2 separate regions of the Mus musculus genome follow, and region 2 is linked to region 1. Evidence: chromatin contacts called from public Hi-C data. All regions are on one chromosome and are shown on one strand. The core of a region is the stretch at or near the end of the contact, and the rest is flanking DNA. Distances in the headings are between cores, read along the strand shown.

The links. Hi-C and Micro-C count contacts between places; a contact is called where the count stands out from the background.
Region 2: a contact with region 1 is called in a Hi-C map of stem cell-derived cardiac mesoderm, with 5 times the contacts expected there. The contact joins two enhancer-like sites. A contact is called at or near these places in 13 of 484 Hi-C or Micro-C datasets (the N1E-115 cell line, adipose-derived mesenchymal stem cells, cortical neurons and 5 more) and 5 of 115 datasets of contacts at active chromatin or transcription factors (a beta-TC-6 cell line, embryonic forebrain, embryonic stem cells and 1 more).

The regions. Positions count from the first base shown.
Region 1 is chr13:116,522,048-116,527,365 of GRCm38.p6, reverse strand. No RefSeq gene overlaps it. Among named protein-coding and RNA genes, the nearest start is that of Isl1, 220 kb to the right of the region's middle. Within about 2 kb of position 3,250, at least 16 of the 459 cell types and tissues checked have an H3K27ac peak or open chromatin away from gene starts, as enhancers often do. A contact at or near this core is called in stem cell-derived cardiac mesoderm, where this site is marked.
Region 2 is chr13:116,703,462-116,708,589 of GRCm38.p6, reverse strand. No RefSeq gene overlaps it. Among named protein-coding and RNA genes, the nearest start is that of 4930435F18Rik, 130 kb to the left of the region's middle. Within about 2 kb of position 2,754, at least 37 of the 459 cell types and tissues checked have an H3K27ac peak or open chromatin away from gene starts, as enhancers often do. A contact at or near this core is called in stem cell-derived cardiac mesoderm, where this site is marked.

The sequences.
Region 1 (5,318 bases), core at 2,001-4,500:
GAAGGGGGAAAGCATCCTGTGAGAAACTTCAAACTGACATTTTATACCAATCTGGTGGGAGTCATTGTGATACAGAAACCACAAAAATGCACCCTGGAAATGAGTCAAGGAGAATCCACAGCCATCCAAATCGGCCAATGTAATTAGAGAGCTAGTCATTCGAATTTTTTCTGCCTCAGCCACAAGTGGATGAAATGATGCAATAAATCAGTAGCAATTTTAAATAAGTTAAAACAAGTAAACTTCTAAACATACAAAGACCAAAAATCTCTTAGTGTGGAAACACCACTGAAGGAACAATGGGGCTAAAAGGTAGACTGAGACGAATAGTATGTCTAGTACACACTCTGCAGGGAGCGGGGGATACACACAAGAGGAGGGAGGTTTTAAAGGGATAGGACACAAAACAGTATGGCAGGAATAAGAAAACTTCATCAGCACTTATGATAATTCAAGCATAATTTCTATGAAGAGAGGGGTGGGGCTTCTTAGCTCCAGTCTCCGGTTCACAGCCAAGGCAAAGCTCTGGAAACATTTGAAACAAGAAGACCAAAAAGTAACTGTCCACATTGTTCCACTAGATACTAACCAAAGACCAGAAGAGGATTTAAGAAGGCCATAGGGAAGATTTGTAAAGAAGAAGCCAGGTGACATCTTCCTAAATAATAGTGTTTTCTTATTAAAACCTAATAATTAATGTGCTTTAAAATATAATCACCATTGATATAAAAATACCCTTACATAATAGCAATAGCAATGCTAGAAGTGTATGTCTATGAAAACAGCCTGATTTTCAGAATAGTTCTGACCCTGAGTAGTGTGTTGCACCAAACCTCTTACTGAGCAATGGCAAAATATAAGAGAAGGAAGTAAAATACTTCTGAATAGGCAGAAAGACTGGAGCCATTTTTCTAAACAGAAAATCCCATAAACTATTACAAAAAACAAACACACACACACACACACACACACACACACACACACACCTTAAATCAAAAGCTCAATACCATTTTCTGAAAACAATATTGAAGGATAGGTACTGAGTATAGCCAAGATGATTCTATTCTACCAGTAATCATTTTATAGATATTCTATTACAGCAGTGTGACTGGGAAGCTGAGGGACATAGAAAGATTTCCAAAATAAACTAGAGTCCAAAACCACAGCAAAGAGTGATGAGAAATTTTACAACAAAGGGAGAGAATGATCACGCCATGAGAAGAAACAATGTTGGAGCAGTTGGTTTTCTGTATGGGAAGGAGTCAATCTTGTCTCCATAGAAACCTACATGAGGAAATAAACTCAGATGCTTCCAAATTATGGGAAAGAACTTTGAATCATTAGATGACACCAAAGAAGAAGACCTTCGTTTTGGAATTCCTTAAGAAATACACAACAGAATGGCTTGTATTTACTCCTATCAAAATAAAAATAACATCAGAAACAAAGCTTAGTTGTGGTTCCTATGCTGCAAATGGTGAGACCAAGTAACAACCGCAACAAAAATCACACTATGTGACAGGTCTCCTGTTGGAGGATTTTTATTATAGGAGAGAGGGCACAGAAGCAGCCTCTGGGAGAGAAAGGGAAGAAGAGAGTGGATGAAAGGAGAACATGACTTTTATTGGGGCTGTGCCACATGCGCAAGGAGATGTGCAACAGGGCGACTAACAGTGATGATGCGTCCTGTTGCCTGGTCCCTCAAAAGCTGAGTATAACGATGCCTGATTTTCACTTTCAGCTCTCTGTGAATGGGCCTGATTGCTAACAGTAAAGACATTTGCGAAGGCTATGGTGGAGATTCAGGAAAGAAAGCGAGAGAATCATGGAGAAGAAGAAAAGGAAGAGGGAGAGGAAGGGGAAAGAGGAGGAGGAACAACCAGGAGAAGAAAAGGAAAAACTAAAGTTGAAGTGTACATTGTTTGAGGTCAGTAGAAGTCACCTAAGATAGAAAAGTCTGAATGGCCAACTAGAAATAAAAGATGCAGAATCTCACTGAAACTAAAGGATGCTGATGAAACTGTGCTGAGATAACTTCACCGCCACCCTATTGCCAAATAAAAGAATTAAGCTCTACTAAATTAGCCCTTGTGAAGGTGCATAGCAATGGCAGCATGCAAGCTTTGCTGCGAGATGTATGTTGGTGCAACCACTCCAGAAAAGACTGGCAACGCCTACTGGTGGTGAATACATGGCACTTATGATCCAGGACTTAGATGCCCTGAAAGGTCCACAGCAGCACATCCTCGGGTGTATAGTCTGTAATAGAGAAACAAAATCGAGATCAATAATTTCCCACTGAGATCAATAGGAAAGTGGGTAAAAAGCTTATAGCGTGAGCAACAGTTGTAACCTCTGTGAGTGTGTCTTTGTGTGTGTAGTCACATATCATATCTACAGATGCATGCATACTTATGCATACACACATATATCTATGAAATTAAAAATATTGTCAGGCAACTTACTGCATGATACATACATGCATACATACATATATACCTATATAAGACAGCAGCAATATAAATTTTCTTTTAAGTTATTTGGTTTTGAAACCATTTCATTATTTGTCTCAGGGTAGTATATAATTCATAATATTCCTGCTTTAGCCTCTTGAATACTGGCATTAGTCATGAGCAACCAAGGTTGATATATGATATATATTATATACGTGTGTGTGCATGTACATGAGTGTGTTTCTGTGTGTAATTTAAAACAATTCATTACCAGTATATTCATGCACATAGTGCAGAATAGACTGACTTGGTGGCAGCATACCACTATCTTGTATCACTATCTTGTAATTATTTATGGTTATGACAAAAGTGCATAACAAACATGAAGAAAGGATTAAAGTGAATCTCCATTTCCTGATTTTTGATATGAAACATCACATAATGTACATATGTGTTAATATCCATGCCCTTCTGTATGTATCTTTCTTTTAAATCCGAGCTTAAAAGTACAAAGCATATGACATTTACTATTTTGTGGTATTTTCATATTAACTTCTGTATACATATTTCCTTCTTGGTGTTAAGTATCTGAAACCATGAGAGTGAATCAGCCTGCTGCTCTATGATAATCTGAGGCCAAAAGTCTAACAGAGGCATTAGAATCCTAAGGAGAAGGCCTGAAAAAACAAAGTATATCAAAAATGGTAATTTACCTGCCCCTTTCAAGAGGCAGCCAAAGGCAGTGTGGGGTCCCTGCTGTGCTGCTAGTTAACGTGCAGCTCCAGCTGGCTCTGGAGTGTTGCTTTGAGAACACAGAGGCAGGGGAGCAGCCAAGGTCTTCTGGGGAAAAGAGGCTGAGCAGAAGGTAGGGTGCAGAAGTGACTTCTCCTGGGGATGAGGGGCGGGGGAGGAGGGGTCGGCAAAGCAAAACAAACAGAGACCTGCAAAGCTGAGGATAGAAGACACACTTCCCACTTGAGGACGCCTGAGGCTGCTGAGGGTTTTTATTTAGATCAGTCTCTGTCTCTGCCTTCCTTGCTTTGTCCTCTGCTCTCAGGTCCCGCCTTTCCTCTTTCGCTCCCACCCCCCACCCCCCCTCTCGCCACCTCACACATCAAGAGAAGTTACAGGCCACTTTAAAGATCAATTCGGGAGACTACATTTCCTATTTTTATTTTGGAACTTTGAGGAGTTTTTCATGCCCTTTCATTTCTTGCCCCAAACAAATGCAAATCACCAATTGCCTTTCAAACACAAAATAGGAACACACAGTCAGCCTCTTTATAAGCCTGACATGTAAATAGCATGTTATCATCACTATGTGCACTGTGTGTTCAGTGTGTTAAACTCACAGGAAACCTATTAATCTGTTCTATTAATGTGCCAATAAGAAAGGAAGAGCATGAAATGATCTATATAAGACATGCTGAGGACCAGTGAGGGGCTGTCTTTATTCTAACTGTAACATATGGTACTTGGTTGAGGTGTGTCTCTTTCTGAGCTGTGAAATGACACTGAGGTGGGATATGTCACCTAGGTGCCGAGACGCTATTTTAAGGATCAATAACAATGTGATCCTAAGGAAGACAGTAAGCATTTCTACTCAGAGACTTCCGTTTTTTTGTTCATTTATGAAGATAGATTTAAATAAGTTTTGTTCTGTGGTAGTTATTGGAGAAAAACATAATGCAACTAGATAGAAATGAAATGGCTGAAAACACTTGTAATCTACCCAACCATACAGAAGTTAATTCTAGATCAATTTATCTCACTTTAGGTTGTGGCTTGTAAACAAAGAGCTGAAATAAGGCCAAATCTAAATCTACTGTGAAATTTGTGTTACAAAATGATTTGGGCACCTCTCGTTCTATCTCATTATCACCCTAGCTCTGAGAGAATCCTATAATTGTTTTTGTTTAATTGAGAATTGTTCCTCTTTACGAAGATGAAATTTGCCAGCTAAAATGGACAACGAGGGCTCTCTGAGCCTGCCTTGCAGCTGGAGGCCCCTGGGCTTTACCTAGACTTCATTTTGCCATTCTGATTCTCTTTGTTATGTGTCTCCATAGCACACTTACGTCAAAGTTCCTTTATTGCCATCGTAATACCTAAACCTTCTCTGCCTTCTAGCTGCATTGGAAGCAACTGCTCTGCTGTTGGGCTGTCTCTGAATGGCGAAGTAATGACTGAAGCTCTATAGCAAGCACAGTGAGGGAGGCAGCTGCCTTTCAGAAGACAACAGTGCTTCTATTTCCCAGTGAAGAGGTATACAAGCTAGTGAACATTGATAAATTTGCTAAAACTGGATTTACGCTAGACACAGGCATCACTGCTGCCTCTTTAATTTATGATGCTGAGAATAAATAAATGTGACTTAGTAGTACACTCACGTGAAAGTATATGTCTAATGACTTTGGTGTGTGGCTTGCTCATACCCTTACCTGAAAGAACATACGCAGTTCCTTGGATAGTGTGTAGTTTAAAATATTAAGGGAAAGCAATAGCATCACAATTTATTTGGCATTTTCTGAAATAGCTGGTAATAACCTATAAAAAAAGAAAAAAAAAAACTCCTACAGTTTATCGAAGCTATCATTCTGTATCATCATCTATAAAGATAGGCTTGGCTCGATACCAAAATTAAATGCTCAGTTTAGCTTAAAAATTCTCCTTTAAGTAGAATATTGTTTTCTGTCTGTTGCTTTCTGTTTTTTTTCTTTTTTTTAACAATTAATAATCATGGCTTAGTAAGGGTTCTTGAGGCAAGATCTATTAGTCATGCTTGACCCATTCCTTTTCGACTCACCCAATTTTCGGAACATCAGGTAGTTGTATTGTAACCAGAATTGAAACATCTGCAATCTT
Region 2 (5,128 bases), core at 1,505-4,004, 180 kb before region 1:
TTATGGTCTCTGTGCTCTCGGCAGTTGTGTAATCTAGTTTGTAAAAGTACCGAGTTTTGTTTAAAAAAACAAAAAACCAAAAAACTAAACAGAACAGCCACTCCCTCCTCAAATGATGGGCTTTTTGGTCTAGAGCACTGATGGTGTGGTGGGTAAAGCGCTTGTTGGACCCAAACAAAGACCATGCCAGACCTGAGAACACTGTATGAGGCTCCGGATGGGAGGACTTCTCGTCTTCCCATTCCACTGGAAAGGAATGGATTCCGAACCCGGTGGTTGAATTATGTTTACGAAGGACAGACGGAACAGAATAGAACGAATCCTAAGCGACAAAATGCATTGAGGTTTTGTTCTTCAGTGTGCAGAAATGGAAACAAAAAATGACCAAAGAGGCTGCGGGGATACCCAATGCGCAGGTTATTTTGCAGTACTAAATCATCTCTCCTCCACTTTCCTTCCCCCTCTCAAGAGCTGTGGCCCTGTCGCACAAGATCATGCAGAAGCCCGACCTACAGGCAAGACATTTTCAGAAATAAGGCTTGTAATCTGCCAGAAACCAACAAAGCTACAGACAGGCAGCCAGTCTCTCTCCTCCTTTTCCCTTCCCCTCTCTATTCCCCTTTCTCTCCCTCCACCTCCTTCTCTCCTCTAGCTAGCCTCGCCCCAATTATAACCCAGCCAGTCAGCCGCATACACCTGCTGGAAAGGATCTTGGTGGCATTGATGAGAAAGGGCGATTTTGCTTTTTTCAGAAGCCAACCAGGGTCCCAAGTCTAACCTGCCTTCAACCTCTGTAGGCGGTTCTTGGGCGTGCATGGGAGCCCCAGCCTTGGAGGCTTCCCTAGCCCTGGTTGTTGCTGGTGGGAGCTTTCGCTTTCTCTTGAAATCTCCTTTCTAAGTTGCTTCTCAGCCAAAGGTCCTCTGCAGAGTTTTCAAGGATCTCTTACTGATCTGGGAAAGCCGGGCTTTAAAGGGGGAGCCTGGAATGGCTAGACAGGAGTGGAAGGAGGGTACGTTGATTTCTGCTTTTTAACATTTTAATTTCATTGACATGACTTGAAAGGTTTGTTTTGGTCTAAGGCAAAGCTGCCAGTTCCAAACACAAACAGATGGACACACACACACTGTGTGTGTATCAGATGCTGGGGATAAAAATGGTTTATTGATTGAAATAATAGAGGCATTATTTTGATTTGTCTTGACATGAACGCTGATTTATAGAGGTTCCCCCCCCCCCATTGATTCCTTCTTGTAGTCCAGACACATGGAAATGATAAAAAGCTCACCAAGGCTCACCTTAGTGCTAATCAAGATTGTTCAATGCACGTTATAAATCTGATATTATATTTATTGCTTATCTTTATTCAGGAGGTTAGACTCCATCCTAGGGCTGTCCCCTTTCAAAAAAATGTTTTCGGGTGCATGTGTTTCCACTTTGCACTTTCAACGGACTGGAGAGGACAATAGTGTGAAAAACATCTGAAAATATGAGGCGACAACAGGGCATGTGTGTTTCATTTCTGCAGTGTTAGGGTGGAAAGTAACAAAAGAAACACACACACACACACACACACACACACACACACACACACACACAGAGTGAGGCCCAGGGACCCAGCACAAAAGACTTGCTGACCCAAAGCTAACACAAGACAAATTAAAGAACAGAGCAGGGACTGGGAGGGACTGGAGACAAACAGTTGGGGGGAAAGATCGCATCGAGTGCCTAGGACAGATGAAATACGGGAGAGAGAAGAGCAGACAAAGTAGTGCTCAGGACTGGAACTCACACCCCCGAGGCTGTGGAACAATACATTTGCTTAAAATACGAAGTTTCTTCGGCTGCACAATAACATAAAGGGATCACAAAATAAACATTACTTCTCTTGCAAGAGCGGAACAAACTGGTCACTCTAAACCAAACACAATTGTTCCAGTTTAATTGTGGGATCAGAAAACCCAGGCTGACTCCAACTCTCCTCTCGCTGCATGCCTATGAAGGGTAAAGTCTAAGGGGGTTGGGATTGGACTGCGAAACGCCTTTTCAGTGAAGCGACATCAATATTTGCAGAGTTTAAAGCTTCAAGAATACAAAGGCAGGCATGAGATTATCTGATTATCCACGGATACCATACCGAAGAAAGGAACGATGTTGCCTCTAAAAGGTTGAATAAGTTTTATTAATAAATAAATAAATAAATAAATAAATAAATAAATAAATAACCAATCTGTTGGTAAAAAGAATATATATATATATATATATATATTCAAGTGCTTGAAAAGGAATGAGGTCTAGAGCAGCAACTCCGGAGCGGGCAGTACAAGCCAGTCCCGAGGCCTCAGGGCTCAACCAAGGCCGGGGAGCGCTGCTCCAAAGTGGTGAGAGCCTCTCAGGAGCCAGAAGCCCCGCAGACCTCGACGGGATACCGGAGAGCCGGCAGCGGCTGGAAAAGAATGCTGAGGCTTCCAGGATAAACCGATCTGGGTCTAAGCCTCCGTTTCCTCGCCATCCCAAAACAGTGCCTTTAAAGGAGACATCATCGCCCTAGGACCCGTGTCCCATCCTGGGGACCCTGAATGTGCCCGACACCCCAGAACTGAGGGGCGAATTCTGGTTCTGTCCTCCTCCAGACGTTCTTACTATCCTTTAATTTTATTGGCCAGCCTGTTGCTCAGTGGACCTGGAAGGGTGAGCCTAGGGTTCCCGGACGCCCCGCTGAGTGCCTTTTCCCTAGACGCCTGCGGGGACCCGGCTGGAGATCACAGCTCGGAAAGTGTGCAGAGGCGGACTTGCAAGGCCGGGTTCCCTCCTGATGCTCACCTCAGGCGGCCGCTGGAAGTTCAGTCCCAGCGCTAGCTTTTCTCCGACAGAGACCCGATTGCCTTTAACTCCCGAGGCTGCGCTCTCCACCTCGTCCCAGGATAATTGCGCATTTCTCTACATTTAGAGCTTTGGAAATTGAGAAAGCGCGCTTTCATTTGTGCATCGTCTGCCGACAGCCCCTTCGCGTTAGAGTCTTTTCCCTCCTCCCCTCACGTACACACACACACACACACACACACACACACACACACACACACACACACACACACTTTTTAAAAAAAAAATAAATGATTTGAAATATCAAAACAAACCCTGAATCAGTCCGCCCAATTTTATGCTCCATCTCCCCTGTCTACCACAGTTTCTCTTTGTGGTCTATGGAAAAACAGTGTTTAGAGCCATTTGCAATTTCCTTTGTCACTTGCCGCTCTGTGTATGTTGGTTTTACATGTCATTTGTTTGCCAAATCAGGTTCTATTTCTTCAGCCCAGGATTCAGGATCTTTGTTCCTAGATCAATTGCCCTTTGCTGGAAGAAAGGCAGGACTTTTTTTTTTTTCTTTCTATCCACCTGATGCAGAAACTGTCAGCAAGCATTAAGTCACCAGGAGGACATCAGTGTGACAGATTCTGGCCTCTGAGGGTTTTGATTAAAGACCCCCCCCCCCAAACTCCCGCCTTGCCTTCCTAGCACTCTGTAAAGGTCATAGTTTGAAGCTGTGGTGGTGTTTATTGAATGTCTAATCTTGACTTCCAGGTATTGTAGAATCCTTCTTGGCAGGACCAAGCGGTCCTGGACTTCCAATACACCTGAATGCGTAGAGCATGTAGTCCCGTGTAGTCCTGTCTTCGATTTCCCTGGCCATAGGATGCCTACCTGCCTCATATGAATGGTGGACATTAATAGTTTCAGGTTCCTTATTAACTTTCTCTGGTTTGCTTATTGATTTCTTTACGTGATTATATCTGACTCAACACAGCCTAAGGATGTGGGTGACACTATTATTTCCCTGATTAGTATTCAAAACAAAACAAAACAAACCCCCCCCCCAAATTTAAAAGAGATGTTGGGATTGGTCCAAACATTTTCTTTTTAACTTTTTTTTTTTTTTACATATGTGTATTTCATTCTACAAACTGACAGTTGTACATTAGAAGCAGCTCAAAATGACTGGAAAGTGATTGGAGGTCAAATTCAGGTAGTCATGGCAATACTATCTTGGATCAGCCATTTGAGTTAGGTGATCACTTGTCCACCTTGGAAGAGAACCTTAATTAAAGGCAATTATATTACAATTTGCCCATACTCAGCAACCAAAAATAAGTCAAGAGTTTTGGCTGTTTCAGCAGATAGATGTCTCTGGGGTTGTTTGAAATTATAAAAGTGACTTGCTTTCTTCTGGGGATGTGCTGCATGTTAACATGAGCAAGTGGTTCATTCTTTATTACCTCTCCAGGTACTTTTAGATATGATGTCTCTTCCCGTTAAGTTTTTAGCTGTAATCACTACTGTCATCTGAGATGTTAAGTGCAGCATACACACAAGTAAACAACAGAACGGTGTGGTGATGGCCTCACTTCAGAGTACAGCTGTCCCCATGGGTTCAAGGTGTGTTCTTGCTACTCTTGTCTTCACAATTGAACACAATTCGTTACCTAAGATTATCATAAATTCCATGACAGACCAATATTATAGCTGACCCAAGCTGTAGCCTTTTTCTTAAACGGAAGGAAAGAAAAAAATTAACAGAAAACTCTTTGGGTTTTGTGAAGTGAACTCAAGCCAAGTAACAGAGTTTGGAAAAAGCAATGCCTTTTATACTCCAAATATTTAACTTCAGATCAGTATATGACAGTCCTGGATAAAGAGCAAAGAGACATTTTGATTGTCTTTTGGATTGACAATGATTGTAACCAGACTGAAGGATTGCCCAAGAAGGAGCAATCTCCGATGTCCATCCAATCACTAACTGGCAAGAAAAGATTCAGGCTAAGGAAACTTCTGACCAATCTATTTTGATTCCACATTTCTGAAACAACATTCTGATTATCACTTAAATTCTCTGTGAAGCTCCTGAACTGTGAAAATATTTCTTGCTAGGTCTTTGAGGATTTTTTTTTACCACTTTATATGCATAATGTAGGTATCAGTTCTTAAAGTTGGTCTTGAACAATTTGGCCTAAATTTCTCTGAGGGACAGAGAAAATCTGGATTTGTTAAGAAGCCATTTTTTTCCAGTCCTGCAAAATCAGTCCTTAGAGACAAAGAGGAGGCTTCTAGAAAGGGCAGTTATACTAATACATG